Linked DNA regions of Gossypium hirsutum: region 1 is linked to region 2. A link is a contact called in public Hi-C data. All regions are on one chromosome and are shown on one strand. The core of a region is the stretch at or near the end of the contact, and the rest is flanking DNA. Distances in the headings are between cores, read along the strand shown.

The links. A called contact is a pair of places that touch in the nucleus more often than the background predicts.
Region 1: a Hi-C map of leaf shows a contact between it and region 2, with 1.6 times the contacts expected there. The contact joins the promoter of LOC107892367 here to the promoter of LOC107892360 in region 2. A contact is called at or near these places in 2 of 34 Hi-C or Micro-C datasets (both in leaf).

The regions. Positions count from the first base shown.
Region 1 is chrA09:6,948,589-6,953,005 of Gossypium_hirsutum_v2.1, forward strand. LOC107892367 reads left to right here and starts at 2,188. Exons shown (of 8, transcript XM_016817435.2): 1 at 2,188-3,040; 2 at 3,220-3,400; 3 at 3,496-3,590; 4 at 3,803-3,908; 5 at 4,129-4,346. The coding sequence starts at 2,736.
Region 2 is chrA09:6,716,398-6,721,027 of Gossypium_hirsutum_v2.1, forward strand. LOC107892360 (probable serine/threonine-protein kinase PIX7) reads left to right here and starts at 2,150. Exons shown (of 6, transcript XM_016817429.2): 1 at 2,150-2,642; 2 at 3,151-3,488; 3 at 3,561-3,696; 4 at 4,289-4,425. The coding sequence starts at 2,489.

The DNA.
Region 1 (4,417 bases), core at 938-3,437, 230 kb after region 2:
GGAATGATAAATTTGAGACTTCAAAAGTTATGGTCTTTTGGGTTCAAATTCTATCTTATATGTATTTTTTTAGATTTTTATGAAAATATAAAAAGATAAAAACACAATCATGGTAATATTAATTATTATTTTTTAAAATAATAGTTTTTTTGGTAATTTTTCTACTAAGTTGAGATTTGACCGGCGACGCTAATTCAGTTAAACATTTAAAAAAATTAGATTATGAAACATCTATGATGTGTATAAAAAATTATGTAAAAATATATTTATTAAAATTTATATAAAAACTTTAGATTTGGATAAAATTGAAGACTTAAAAATCGTAATATTTTATGTTCAAATTTTATCATGAATTATTTTTATTTATTTTATATAAAAATATTTTTAAAAAAATCCTCCACGATAATATAACATATTTTTACGGTAAAAGTACTATAGAGGTCCTTGTATTATGAATTAAATTGTAATTTGCCTCTTATATTAAAAAATTGGAAAAATTAGCCCATGTACATTAGAAAAAGAAAATAATCATTCTGTTAAAAATTAGCATTAAACGATAACATAGAAGGTAATATTTAAGGCAGTATTATTTTTTTATTTGAAAAATAAAACATAAAATCCAATGTAGTAGAAGTATCATGGAGGTCCCTATACTAAGAGTCGGATTGTATGTTTGAACATCTACTAAAAAATAAGCAAATCAGCCCATATACATTAGATTAAATAACAAATTAGTCCTTCTATTTAAAATTCTACCAATTTCTACTGTTAAATGTTAACATGACTAGCAGAGCTATTAGAAAATGATATGTGGAGTGCCATGTGCACCTCATGCTAACGTGGCAATCCTTAAACAAATTTAAAAGTTTTAAAATTAAATAAAATTATTTTCAAATTATTAAGAATTATAAGAAATTATTAAATTTTTAATATTTTTTTTAAAATTTATTAAAAATTACATTCAAAATTAACCTAGACAAATGACTATTCAGGCAAAAATGAACTTAGAGAAATAATTATCTTAAATTTATTTTGGAATAATTTCTTAAATAATTATTAAATGATTATAAAAAATTAGAAAAATTATTTTTAAAAGTTATTAAGAATTAGATTTTTAAGAATTTTAAATAATTTTTTATATTTTCTATAAAACTACATTAAAGTGCAATAAATTCAACCTATTACTAATGTTTCGAATTTAGACCAAACCGATTAGTTGAATCGAAAATCAATTAAATAATTAACCCAAACACTAATAAAAAAACCAATAATCACACACATAGGAAAAACCGATTGGCCCAATTGGCCCAACAATACAAAAGGCCATTTCTTAATAAAGTATTCAACCGAACAGAAAAATTATAAAAATATTTAAAAAAACAAAACAAAAATTAAGGTTTAATTTATTTCACTATAAATAACTTTTAAAAAATAAATTTTATTATATTTGTTTCACGAAAAATAACTTAATCAACAGAAAGTAAGCTTTGAAAATTATAAGCCATTTTCTAGAAAAGAATTAATTTATATGTGGTTTTATTTTTATATAAAATTAATTTAAGTCAAACTTAATATTATTATATTATTAGTAGTTTTTATTTTTATTTTTAAAAATATTTAAAATTAATAAAATACTATAATTTTTAATATTATTTAACATACATATTTAATTATTAATATCTACTCATATAATCAATTATTAATGTAATTTATTATTTTAATAAATTATTTTAATTAATAAATTTTAAAAATAATAATTTTAAATAATATGTTTCTTAATAATATTCAATTTCAATATTTTAATAATAAATAATTATTACAATTATAAATATATTAATAATAAATTGTTATAATATAAAGGTTAAAATATGTTTTAAATCTATGTATTATTCACAAATTTAAAATTTAATTATGTTTAATAACTTAGATCCCTTACTTTCCAAATTTGAAAACAAAATCTAATTGTTAACATTGTTAAAATTTTTTATTAATTTTGTTGATGTCACATTTTTAAATAAAAAATACTCATAATTCATATAACTAAAAAATAACGTTATAATGAATATTAATTTAATAAAATATTTTAAATTTTGATCTCTAAAAAATAGAATTAACCCAAAAATAAAAGTATATAGAGTATATTTCAAATTTACCAAGATTATAAAGGCTTCTGACGAGAAAATTATTATTATTTTGCAAAATCATTTTCGAAACCATTTTCATAAACAAATGGAGAAAAAAACCTAAACCTGGCCATGACCCAAACACCCCACCCCCCACACCCCACACCCATGCGTAAGGCCATTGCCGACAGTTCCTCTGCAGTCAAAATTCAGCCCTCTATTCGCCTCTCCTCTTGCTCGCCTTCGCCTGCTTCAGATCGGTGGTTGTTGGCTTGCCGGTGCCATCATCCACTGTTATTTTGTTTTAAACCTTTGAGCTTTGAACCAAAGGCTAAACGATAAAACAGAAACAAAATATGAAGAAGAATTGAAGGACATAGGAAAAGAAATCTGAAAATGAAAAGTATAATGACTTTTTATTAAATAATAATATAAAACTTGGAAACTGAGCAGAGTTGGTAGTCCTGGTGCAATTGCAATTGTTGAGGGCGAACCGGTTGAACCGGTCGAACCTCTAACCGGTTCAATCACCGGTCGATTCTGAAAACATTTCTTATTAGAGCTTTCTATTGTCGCTTATGGGTTCTTGAAAATTAACATTTTGATGGTTATATGGTTTTTGCCATTACAGAACAACCTTACTCTGAAGTTGAAAGGGCCATAAATTCTACTTATTTTCTGGCCAAAAAAAAAATCTACTTTTCTCCAAAATTCGAAAAAATGGCGGAGCCACCAGCTTCACAGCCGCAAACGGCAACGACAGAGGCGGCGAAAACAAAAATCACCGATTTGGACGAAGATTCATTGGCTCTTTGCGCCACCTACCTCAGCCTACAGGACCTTTCAAACCTCGCCATGACCTCCAAATTTCTCAAGAAAATCGCTTACTCCGACTCCATCTGGCTCCACCGCTTCAGGTTTTTTTTTTTCCTCTGGAAAATGTTTATATGATTCGCTTTCAGAAAAGAAAATTTTCGATTGTAATTTAAAAATAGATGAATATGAATAAATTATTTGCAGGCTCGAATTTCATTTTCTCTTATTTTTAAATAATTTTCGATTTAATATTCATAATTTATGTTTTTGATTGAATTAGCCTGCGTTGGCCGCTAGAAATGCTATCCAGCTCTTCATCAGGAGTGAGGCAGGCGTATTTGGATTGGCGTACGGCGTTGCATCAGTTTAAATTTTCTGATCCTTTCGTCCTCGATTTATATACTGAAGCAAGGCATTTTGATAATATACTTCTTGATAAGAATGATATTATCTTTTCTCAAGTATGGCCATTTAGTTTTTGTTGTCGTGGTTTTTGATTATATGATGCTTTACATTTGAGCATCATTGCAAAGCTTACTTAAGTTTGTTTGCCAAGGGTTCTATCATAAGAATGATGAAAACCGACAGCTTCTTGAGCGGTGGCTCGCTTGTTAGGATGAGTGATCATAATGCAAGAATTACATGCATGAGGTGAGCAATATTTGATGGATATCCTTGTAGAATAAGCGGCATTGTCTTTATGATAGAGAGCATGGTGTTCTTGGTTGTAATCTGTCGATGTACTTGGTGATGTTTTTATTTTCAAGTTAGGCTTACTTATTTACACTAGGCATCGGAAATGGTTATGCTCGTATGCAAAAGCTTGAGTTCCCTTTAATATGCCTTGTGTAATTGCTCTGCAGATTGTTTCCACTTAATGAAACTTCTTTAGTTCGAAGTGAGATACAAAGAGAAGAAAACGTTCTGGTAACCTCAAGCTGTGACCACTCAATTCGTCTATGGTGGAAGGTATTATCCTGAGCATTCCCTTGCTTTTCTCCATTTTGACAGAGCTGTATTAGTAACCTCAATTTATTCCTTGCATTACTTTAAGTAGAAGGGCGTTGTCTTGGTTGTTCATTATCATCAATTTATTATTTCTTTTGTGCTTGTATTATGAATAGGATGTAAGCTATCTTTCTTAGCCTCTGTTGTTGTTGAATGTCCTGGTTGCATGCTTTGTTTGTAGGGTGCTTGTCATCGGTGCTTTAGAGGTCATAATGGTGCTGTTTCCACCTTGTCAGATAAATTATTAGGTGCTGGGGGTGTCAAAGTGTTCGCAAGTGGTGGGGAAGATGGCACTGTTCGCCTCTGGTCCCTTAGCTCTAGTGGAAAACGTGGCCAACAAGCTTTAAAGGCTACACTTTATGGGCATCAGAAACCTGTTTCATTGATGTCAGTTGCAGGGTATGAATCTGTTTCTTCAAGAATACTTGGTCTTTTTATCCCTTTTTCAATTAAGGAAGAAAGTCATCGAA
Region 2 (4,630 bases), core at 900-3,399:
ATGAAAATTACAAAACCTTTTGGGACCATTAAACTTTTTTTTTTTAATTTTGGATTTTGTTAAGTATTAATTTTCATAAAAAATAGTTAGTAGTGTTGATTAATTCTTAGTTCAATTGGTATTATTGTTATAGCAACAACTAAAAGGTGTGAATTCAAACTATTTAAGCTCGTATTTTTCTCCTATTTAAAAGTAGGCTAAGTTTAAGTGGATGTCCTTTAGAGGTCTCTCTATGATAAGAATCTAATCAAATTAGTCTATCTATTAATAAAATGGATTGAATTAATCCTTTTACTATTAAAAAAAATTCAAATAAAGTTAAATTAGAATAGAGTTAACAATTATTATTTTAAAAAATAATTTATTATTTAATAAATTTATAATTTTAAGGTTTTACCTATTCAAAAAATTTTAACTATTTTTTTATTATCAGTTAGACCTTCAGCCTATTTCTAACAACATTAATTAAAAATTATTACAAAAATCTTTCTACATATCAATATTAGGAGAAATGCTAGATTTGATTATTTTAAGACATGTTTAAATTAAAAAAAAAGTAGAGATTAAAGGATGGATAATTAAAATTCTATGCAATAAATTGGAAAATAATTGTTTTGATGATGATTAAATAATGATTAGAAGTGATAATGGGTTTGAATGGTTATGTAAGGTATCTAGACTAATTTTTTAAGCTCGGGTTTGGTTTGATCTAACTTGAAAAATGAATTTACTTTTTTTGTCTAAATCCGACCAAATTTAAGAAAAGTAAATCCAAGGTTGACCTAACCTACCCATACTTAGTTTTTTAGATTAGTTTTTATTAAAAAATAATTTTCAAAAAATTATAATACATTAAATGCACTAAAAAAACGTTAAAATAAAAGTTTCTAACACATTAAAAATACATTAAAAGATAATATTATTAAAAAAATACTATCATAAATATAATAAAAATTTATTATAGTAAAAAACAAAAACAAATATAATAAATATTTTATTGTATTAAATATAATTTTTAAAATTTTTTATTTTGGGTTGGGTTATTTAGTTGGGTAAATTTTTTTTAGGTTTTGGGTAATGAGTTTAATAGTTATTAGGTTAGTGATTTAATATAAATATAATAATTATTTAACATATATAATTAATATAGTATTGCTTTATAACATAATATTCGGGTCAGATCGGACTCGAGCAAAAAAGCTTTCCCAAAGCTTGACCCATATAAAGAACAAGCTTTAAATTTTACCCAAGTTCATTTTTAGAATATCATATTTTGTCTAAACTCTTCCGTTTTCTAAACGTATTTTCAAATCTGAACAAATGACCCGACCCATGATTAGGTCTAAAATAATCAACTTGAACACAAATCGAAAAAAAGAAAATGTATAGGTATATAGTGAAAAAGAAATGTAGTAAAGCAAAAAAATAATGAGAAGATGAAAAAAGGGGAATCAAATTTCAAGTTATTGATTTGTAATTCCACTAAGTGGCGTATGGTGATCGAAAAGGCACTTGGTAATTTGGCTACAACCACACCAATGAAAGTGATTGTTGTCTTTGTCTCTTTGTAAAACATGTTTTTTTTTAATTAGGCAAAATATAAACCTACCTATATGCAAACGTGGCTTTGTCTCAATGGATTTTTATGTATCTTAATGTCCTCTACATATAAGATCAACCCTAACATAAATAAAAAACAAAATCTTTTTGAGTATATCACTTCCATTCTTTTTTCTAACATCTGATTTTCTTCGTCTAATTTTGCCTCTACTCTATCTTCTTTTTAAAAATTTAAAATTTAATCCTTTTATTTTTGATTTTTGCTTGTTAGATTTTAAATCAATAACAAAATGAATAGAGTTATATTAAAATTTAAAAAAATAAAGTATAATTTTACGATTTATTAATTTAAAATTTTATAAATTTATTTTCAATTTTCAAGTTTTAATATGTTCACGAATGAACTTATATAATCTTAAAATATAAATTCTAATTTAAGGAAACTTCATTAACAAGGTGCGTAATTAAAATTTTTAATTCAGATTAGGAAAATGGCTAATATTTTATAATAAAAATAAATGGAGTTTATTTCGGAAAAATACAGGAATTTTTTTTTTAAATTGTTTGTTGATTTGGAATATGCTAAGATCACTGTTGGTAGTTAGTAGCACAGAGATGAATTTTTTTTTATGCTTATTTATTTGGTTTCTCTCTCTTGCCCAAGCTGCCCTTTTTCTCTGTTTCAAACTGCCCAATCTGCCCTTTGTTGAAACACTTTCTCAAGCAGCGCTTAATCTCTCTCTCTCTCTCTGTCTATCAAAAATTGCCTTTTGACTAAATTTCATAAACTGGGTGTTAGTGACTAACAGCTAAAAATCTACTTTTTATTTGTATTTAGATGTTTTAAGATTAAAAAGTTGTCAGTTTTATTGAAAGGAGGAAAGAAAAAGTTGCTTTCTTTGAGAAGAATTTGGATGGTTTTAGAAAGATGGGGTTTGGCCATCAATCTGAAAGAGAGAAAAAATCATCAAGGAAGAACAAAGATGAAGAAGAAGAAACTGGATGTTGGGTTAAATTAAGATTTTTGGGAAGTTGCATGTCTTCAAGATCAAGAGTTGATAACTCTATGAGTGGAACAACAGGTATGATCTTATTTTTAATCTCTTAAAAATACTTTTTTTTAAAAAAATATCTTAAGAAAAAAAGGAATAAATAACTCTAGAATATAAGAAATTTTTAGATTATAGCCAAGTATTTTGGTGTTAAACAACATATCTTTTAAAAACTTTTTCTACTTTTATAGAAATTCATCTGAGATTGATCTCTTTATTAATCTTAATTAAAGTTATATAAATATTAGTTATTTTGTGGTGCTTATGCTATATACTTGCATGTTAATGGAGTTTCTTTTTTTAGGCAAATAATCAGTTTTTGGTGAATGATGTGATTAGTTGAAACTTAAAAGCAACTAGTTTTTTACCATTTACTATTTTGGAAAAGCCAATAAGATGAATCCTTGAGGCATTTTGATACAGTTTCTAAATACTGTTGTGTAAAAAATGCATATATAATATGTGAAATGGTATCTGATAGCTACTATTGTTGAATGATCTTTAATTTCACTGTCTTGTTGTTTGTATATATTATCAGCTGAAAGTAAATCGACGACGAGAGAGAAAAGCCGAGATCAACCGGTTGTTCCTGTGTCTTCCACAACCACTAGTAATGCAGAAACTGCTTCTTCGACACCGAAATATAGTGAGGAACTGAAAGTTGCTTCGCAGCTTCGAAAATTCACATTTATTGACCTTAAGTTAGCAACCCGGAATTTTAGACCTGAGAGTCTTCTCGGTGAGGGTGGGTTTGGTTGTGTCTTCAAGGGTTGGATTGAGGAGAACGGAACTGCTCCTGTGAAACCCGGTACTGGACTTACTGTTGCTGTCAAAACACTAAACATTGAGGGACTTCAGGGTCACAAAGAGTGGCTGGTATGACATCTACATTTCATATACCGTACATTTCTTTCTATTTTAAATTTCATGTTTCCCCTCATGTTTCAGGCCGAAGTGGATTTTCTTGGGAACCTCCTTCATCCCAATTTGGTTAAATTGGTTGGTTACTGCATCGAGGATGATCACAGGTTACTGGTATACGAGTTCATGCCACGAGGAAGTTTGGAGAACCACCTCTTCCGTAGTACGTAACACCGTTGTGGATCATGATATACCTTTTGCATGGTTTACATGATTGTTTAACCAAAGTATTCCGACACTTAAATAGCTCAGCCATGCATATGCTGCTAGCTGTGTTTAATAAATGTATGGTTTCTATGGTGCTCTTTAACTTAGGTCAAAACCGAGAATTAGGGTTTTGTTATCGGAAGGTAATGTTGTCAGTTGTACAAAATTTAGCTTACAGATACGGAATGGTGCCTGAAGTTTTCCTCTTTTTTATGTTAACATGCATGCTTTCTCCTAATAAGCTTGAACGCTATTGGCAACGAAACGATTTATCAAATAATTGGATTTTGATAATTAGGCTGCCGTACTAAATGTGTGATTATAGTGAAAATTTCTGCTAGAATTGACTTGTCATTTTAATTTTGTGTAAACACGTCAAATGTGAGGCCAAAGTGGTCAACTCTTTGAAACTTTTCAAAGTGACATACCATTAGAAACTTGGAATGAAAAATCTAATGTGTGGTTATTGTTTTCATATTCATTGTTGTTTGCATTTTTCGTGTTTGATGTTTAATTTTCTCTGGTAACAACCATTTTTTGCGCAGAAGGGTCCTTGCCACTTCCTTGGTCTATTAGAATGAAAATCGCACTTGGGGCTGCAAAGGGTCTCGCCTTTCTTCATGAAGAAGCCGAAAGACCAGTGATATATAGAGATTTTAAAACATCTAATATCCTGTTAGATGCGGTATGTAACTGAAAACAGAAACTAAGTTCCCTCCATAAGCTTTCCTTCTTTTATGTCTCGTTTGGTTACTAGTGTAATAACACGAGGGAAGTGCATATTTATTACATATGAATTACAATAGTTAGATATATAAAAAAAAAAGAATAGTTAGTACAAATTTGAACTTGAAATTAGAAAGATCAGTAACGACTCTTGTAAAAAATAA